Linked DNA regions of Larimichthys crocea: region 2 is linked to region 1. Evidence: chromatin contacts called from public Hi-C data. All regions are on one chromosome and are shown on one strand. The core of a region is the stretch at or near the end of the contact, and the rest is flanking DNA. Distances in the headings are between cores, read along the strand shown.

Evidence for each region. A called contact is a pair of places that touch in the nucleus more often than the background predicts.
Region 2: a Hi-C map of muscle shows a contact between it and region 1, with 6 times the contacts expected there. The contact joins the promoter of foxp1b here to the promoter of zgc:113054 in region 1. A contact is called at or near these places in 5 of 7 Hi-C or Micro-C datasets (all in muscle).

What each region holds. Positions count from the first base shown.
Region 1 is chrI:15,208,466-15,211,904 of L_crocea_2.0, reverse strand. It overlaps zgc:113054 (general stress protein 39), which reads right to left and starts at 1,805. Exons shown (of 11, transcript XM_010734955.3): 1 at 1,663-1,805; 2 at 105-294; 3 at 1-17. The coding sequence starts at 1,678.
Region 2 is chrI:15,451,240-15,454,444 of L_crocea_2.0, reverse strand. It overlaps foxp1b (forkhead box P1b), which reads left to right and starts at 1,909. Exons shown (of 20, transcript XM_019267268.2): 1 at 1,909-3,043.

The DNA of each region.
Region 1 (3,439 bases), core at 556-3,055:
CGTGGGAAATCGTTTTTCTACAGTTAAATATGAATGAACAAATGTATGTCACACAGGAAGTACTTTGGACTATGGATGGTGACATGTAAGAAACCAAGACATACTTATAAAGCTCTGCCAGAGGTTCACTTTCCTGCGTGGTCATTTTCTCCAAGTAGTCATCCAGGCCGCTGGCTATGTCCAGAGCCTTCTGCAAGTGACTCATCAACTCTTTTGGCACATTGCTACTTGCTGTGGCTATCTCTTTGGCTTTTGTTAGGAGATCCACGAGGACCTCCACAGGGGTGTCAGGAACTGAGGGGAAAAGATGATGAAATGTTACTTTAGTAATTAACTACTCCACTACTCTTTCCTTTCCATGCAATGTGATGTAGCACCATGTACCAAAGCAATGCAAATGCCTTGAATGTGAAATCCTGCTTGGCAATAAATCTGTTTCTGATTACGATTGTCACAAGAGACAAAGGAAAGCAGGAAACTAAACAATTTACAAGCTTCGCCAAAGTCATTTCTTTGCATTTTTGCTCAACAAAAACAATATGAGTCAATATCAAAGATGTTACTGATTAATATAATTGATTGTCCATTGACTGATAGATTAAGTGAGTGATGTCTTTGGCCCTAATATGACTTACCATTAAAACGTCAAAATATTTACTGATGATATATATTATTACAGAATTGACTTTTATGCTTCTTAATAGTGAACTCATGTTGACGTTACTGAATAATGTATACATACTTATATTATATTATTGAACTCTTTTATTCCTTCATTGAAAGACCACAAACCACGCCACAGGCAACCCGGTGTTTCAGTTTAACAAGCGACCCTGTTAACTGGTGACCTTCAGCCTGTTGAAAACAGGAAAAGCTGTCCTCGTGAATGCCTCTTTGTTTGTTTGTTTTTTTATTACAATGTCAAGAAAAAAAACAAAGTTTTCTCTTCCTGTAGAAGTCTCTAATAATTTGTGTAATGAACCCTTACTTTAAGTATATTTAATTTACTATGTACATGTACTGTTATTTTTGTATTAGAGCACACTTGAATCTGTTTCCATTGGTTTGAACAAACAAGAATTAATAATCCGACCAGAGACTGTATGCTACTGAAGTGTTCTAAACAAGGTTAAAAATAACACCAGACAGCAACAGTTTGGCATCTTATTCAAACCCATGTGCATTCACATATGAGCCAATTAACTCAATTAAGTTTCTGTACGCAGTCAAACATACCGTTATACCATTAATCTTTATATTTTGAGACCCTGTAAGCACAACAGACGGCTCATGAAAGGTGACAGGCTGACCTGGTTGTCTGTCCTGTTTTCCAGTGATGGCAGGCTGTAAATGTATACGGTATTTTTTTTTACGGTATTTTTTTGTTTTATATTGTGGTTTCGTTCACTTTACAACATAAGCAACGTTTAAAACACGACTATGATAGGTTCACTCAAACAAGACTCCAAAAAACAATCGTTTAAAAAATAAATAAATCTATTGTTAATTCAACTCTGCGCCAAAAAACAGGGTCGCTCTTTGAACCGTAACACCGGCTGCCTGCGGCGACATAGGGCGGACATGAGGCTCAGAAACGCGCTGCCGAGTTTGGTTCGTGAAGTTAAGATATTTAGTGTGACCGGACAGAAGCAACAGTCTTACCTTTTTCGGCCAGCATGCTTCCAGATTTACTGGCGGTCAGCCACAGTGGTGATACCACTTGGATATGAGCTGGTGGAGTTGCTGTTATGTCACTGCAACTATGCCCAGTTGTTGAGGAGGAGGAGGATTGACTGGTCGCTCACACACACACACACACACACACACACACACACACACACACACACACACACACACACACACACACACACACACACACACCAGGCAAAAAATATCCAACAGCAGGTGGCACGTGGTGACTCCATGATGACTGATCTTCAGAACTCTTAGTTGGAGAGAAATTCATTGAAATGAACAAAAAAAGAACCAAAACTGACATACAACTTTTTAGACATAAAATTATTAATGGCTGCATTCCATCCAGCTGTGCCAGCTATGTGCTTCTGCTTCTGTGATTTTCTGCATGTGTCTACTGTGAAAAAAGTCCACTGAGAGTGAATGCGATGAAAACTTCTGAATATTTTCCTTCACACAATTTTGTCTCTCAAGAGCAGCTAACTGTTCAATTTGTAACATGCATGCCTGAAGATGAATTATGTATTCATTCATCTATTGGTGACTGCAGGGCAAGCTGTAAACACTACACTTTTTTACACATTTTGTCACACATGTTAGCAAACACTTGCTTATTTGTATCCTGGACAGGCAGTGCACAGTTTGTTTCAGCTTCACAACAAAGCAAAGCAATGATCAAAATTTTCCGTCAAGCTGATTCACATGACAGTATGTGATCATTTTCTATATGTTTGTTTCTGTGAGAAACATCTTTCATGGTACACGTTTGACTGATTGTTATAAAGAGTCTCCAGTAGTGTAGCTTTAGTCAGGAGACTTTGAGAATGTTCACATCTGTTAGGGCAGACGGGGACAGGCTGGGTATGATAGGCAATAGATCGTTTATTAAACTTTTGGTGGCCTTGTTCTCCTTACTAATCATACTGGGTCAAAGAGAGCTGTAGTTATGTCTGGCTGCTCTCTGTATTTTCATGTAACATTCCATTGAAGGCTGTGCTAAAAACCAAGCACTGGTGCACCAGCTGTGTCCACGTAATGTGTATTAAATACATTTATAATGATTCATGGTCATGATTTATTTTAATAACTGTTGTCTAATACTTTCTTCATGCTCCCCATACCTTGATATAGAAGACGTAGACATCATTTTGTTCAGCATGATGATTAGACCATCACCTCCTCTCCCTGCATGGGAAAGGAGGTGATGGGTGAGAGCTCATCTTCCATTTCTTGTTTGTGTTATGCAAATTTCAGTGGCTCAGTGATATCAAGTCCTTTTTAAAGCTAGTGAAGATGAAATACATAGTGAGAGCTAATTCTTGTTCTTCAACTCTTTGTCCCCTGACGGATGGACCTTTAAATAGTCTAAATAAACCTTAAAATAAGTATGGCTAGTTTTTCTTCTAATAAACTGGGATGCATTTGGGTCATACTATTACTATATTTCTATGTTTTAACTATAATTCTGAATGTTAAACTTAATGCGCTATATGTCTTAGTAAAATCGGCTTGTCCTTATCAGGGTTGTGGGGTCTGGAGCTGATCCCAGCTGGCATTCAGTGCGAGGTGGCGGACGAGTCCGTCCATCCATTATCTGTAACTGCTTATCCTCATCAGGGTCACAGTAGAACTGGACCCTATCCCAGCTGACTTTGGGCGAGAGACAGCCCATTACAGGCCACATAGAGACAAACAACCATTCAAATTCACATTCACACGGTGTCCTCTTATTAAAATGATTAAA
Region 2 (3,205 bases), core at 660-3,159, 240 kb before region 1:
ATCGTTAGATGTGTGTGAGGTATTGTGTTCTCTACTTACTCTGTCTTTCACTCATTTGAGAGTTCTCTCCTGCTCATTATCTTAACAGCTTCTCCAGAAGTCCTCGCCCTTTCATTACATGTTGAATGCTACAGCCCCCAGCAGCAAGGGAAAAAACACCGTATGAAAGCCATCCGTCCCCCTTTGGGAATCAAGAGGAGCCCCTATTCATTTGGTTAATTACCTAATTAACAGAAAGCTAATTACTTTGTTGTGTGCACGTGTATGTGTGGAGAGGCTGTTACGTAAGCGATAGTGATCCTCAATTAATTTGTTAACTACAGTCCATCAAGTCAGGGCTTTAATCCACAGAACACATCACCAGCGTGACACCAACTAAACATGATAATAAATTCAGGGCCAGGCATGTGGCCGCTGGGCTCCGCTGAGCTCGCAGATCCGGTATTGACATGCAGATCAAGACCCTCTGTAGAATTAGAAAGCTTAGATCGTGTGTTAGATTGTGTCTTCCTAACACTGTACATACATTGGATATGTTCTCATTAATTACACCAGACAATCATGTTTACAACTTAAAAAAAAAGAAACTGCAGTAATCCTATCAAAGAGTGTCGGATTGGCTCGATATACAAATCAATCACAGACATTCAAAAGCCAGATAAGATTGTTGTCAAGGTCAAATCTTTCATGTCAAGAATGTTTTGTTGCTTTTGTGTTTGCATGATTTTTTATCATACATTTTAATTATGAAGTTCTTTCAGTTCTGTTTTGCATGTATCCATGTGTGTGTGTGTGTGCGTGTGTGTGTGTGTTGCATGCCCTCGTTCATATATTTAAACCAGCCAAATGACTCAGAGAACATCTTTGTGTATATGTGGTTTCGTGGGACCTGAGGTCATTAAAGACAACATCCTGGTTGCAGATTGTGTACCTTCAACATATACACTGCGTCTTTAAAGTGAGAATATGGCTTGTTTATAGCTCGCCAACTTATTGCTATATCACTATTTTCTGCATATAGCATAAGTAATATGTGAACATTACTATGATAAATGGTGTACATAATACAAATTTAAGCTTAAAGGCATTTAGAGACCTGAGGCCATGTTACAGCAGGTCTAGTAATGTCCTGTTTTTAACAATTCTCCTATGTCAAAATGATTGTTTAAATCTACCCCTCTGAAATGTTTATGGTGCTTTTAAGGACTGAAGCTAGGCAGTGTTTTTTTTCTTCTTTTTTGTTTGTTTGTGTTTTTCTTCTCTGTATGTAGGTAACAGGAAGTAGAAGGTAACGTGCTTTCCTGTTTCCTCATTTTGTGTAACTGTGTGTTAGTATGAATTAACACACAGACAAAAGCATGAAGAAGTTTCTTAAGCTTATGTCGGTGTGGCGTTGACACTGAAAATGAATACGTGCCTGATTATATTTCTGTGTACGTGATCAATCACACATTCAGAAGCAGATTTGGAGCCTGACCTTTCACCTCTGTGTGTAATGCAAACATTTTGCTGTAATTGCGATTTGGTGCCAGTCACTGAGGCAAAGTGCACATACGCTGAAGGTTTAATGACATTACAGAGGAAATATAGGTAATAAATAGTCCAAAGACACAACAGAGGGTTGAGAATATTGAGCACAATCCTTATAAATGTACATACTACAGATGAAGTGGTTATTCTGTTGAAAGTAATCATTTTTCTTGTTACTGGGCATGGTCAGAGGGTGGCGCTCTCTACTAAGAAAAAGACTTTGCTCGCAGGGTCCATCAGCAGCATTCCTCCCAGATGCAGCCATGATAAATGTAATGTCGTTCACAGCAAAATGAGCCGTGCCTCTCAGACCTTGATCAAGGACAAAAAAACGACTTAAAATATTTTCTCTTGAGGTTAAATTAATGTTGCTTTACAATGAGTGTTAACTGGACTGTTGAACTGGCCCGTGATAATTCTCATCTTCAGGGGGGCAAGTGACAGATTTTAATTACTGTCATAATGCTTTTTTCTTTCTTTCTTTTTGCACTTCTTCTGACGGAGATGTTGAGGGAAAACTTTTTCAAACCACAAAAAAGGGAGCAGAGATTCTTTAATAACTTTAAATGTAGATGCAGCCCCCTTCCCCCCTTGAAATATTATGAAGAATGTCAGAACCACAGCAAACTGAAGGAGCCTGCACTCCGGTTATCCACACTGTCATTTTTGAAAAACCATAATACCACCCCTGTTAATAGTTAAAACTCCTCACAGTTGAGATTAAAACATCTTTGATGATTATGCCAAAGCATTTCATTTTTTTCTTTCTCTCTCTCTCTCTCTCTCTTTTTTTTTAGTGAAAGGCTGTGGAACAGTCATGATAAATCTCAGATCCAAAAAAGGAGATTTTTCTGAAATAATAAGTTCATTCTGCCTCACTTGTAATTAGTCAGCTCAGACATTTTAGCTTTTCTGACAGCCCCCTCTCCCCTGTCATACTTTCAGCTAAAACTAATGCATATCATTACATTTCCCCATAGAAAGGACCTACTAAGTGCTACTAAGTGCTACTGAATTGTACTTGTGACTGTGATGTTTCTGTGAAGGATCCGCGATGCAATGAACGTTGTTTACGTTAAAAGCAGGTGGATATGACGTCACGGACGGACGGACGGAACATCAAAACAACAACACATCCAAATCCGCGATTCTTCCTTTTTTTTTTTTTTTCCTCCTTCTTCTCAAAAAAAAAAAAAACCTAATAACAACATTAAGAAAAAGGGAGCTCGCGCCTTTCCCCCCGCGAGGCAGACAGCGACCCCGAGCGAGTGTGAAACTCTCCACATTTTGCCCCTTTTTTTCGACGCCCTCGGTAAGATTATCTCTTTCTCCTTGTAGTTAAGTTTGTTAGTTAGACCACCAGAGGCGGAGTAGTATACACACGGTTTGTTGTCGCATGCGTTTCTCGGTACACAAGCTCGCGTGCACGGGTGTTCGTTATCTCACACTGGTCTGAATCGGTACCCCTCCGCGTGCGCCTGTTTTAGCTGCTGTAAAGCGTTTTTCCATTCGGGTAAGTTTCACTATTATCATGATGTGAACATTAGCTTTGTTGTATCGTAAATAGATACCTGCTGCTGCTGTTGCTGCTGCCGCTGCTGCTGCTGCTGCTGCACTCTAATACACACACGCACACACACACACACACACAGCACACACACGAGTTTGTCTTCGG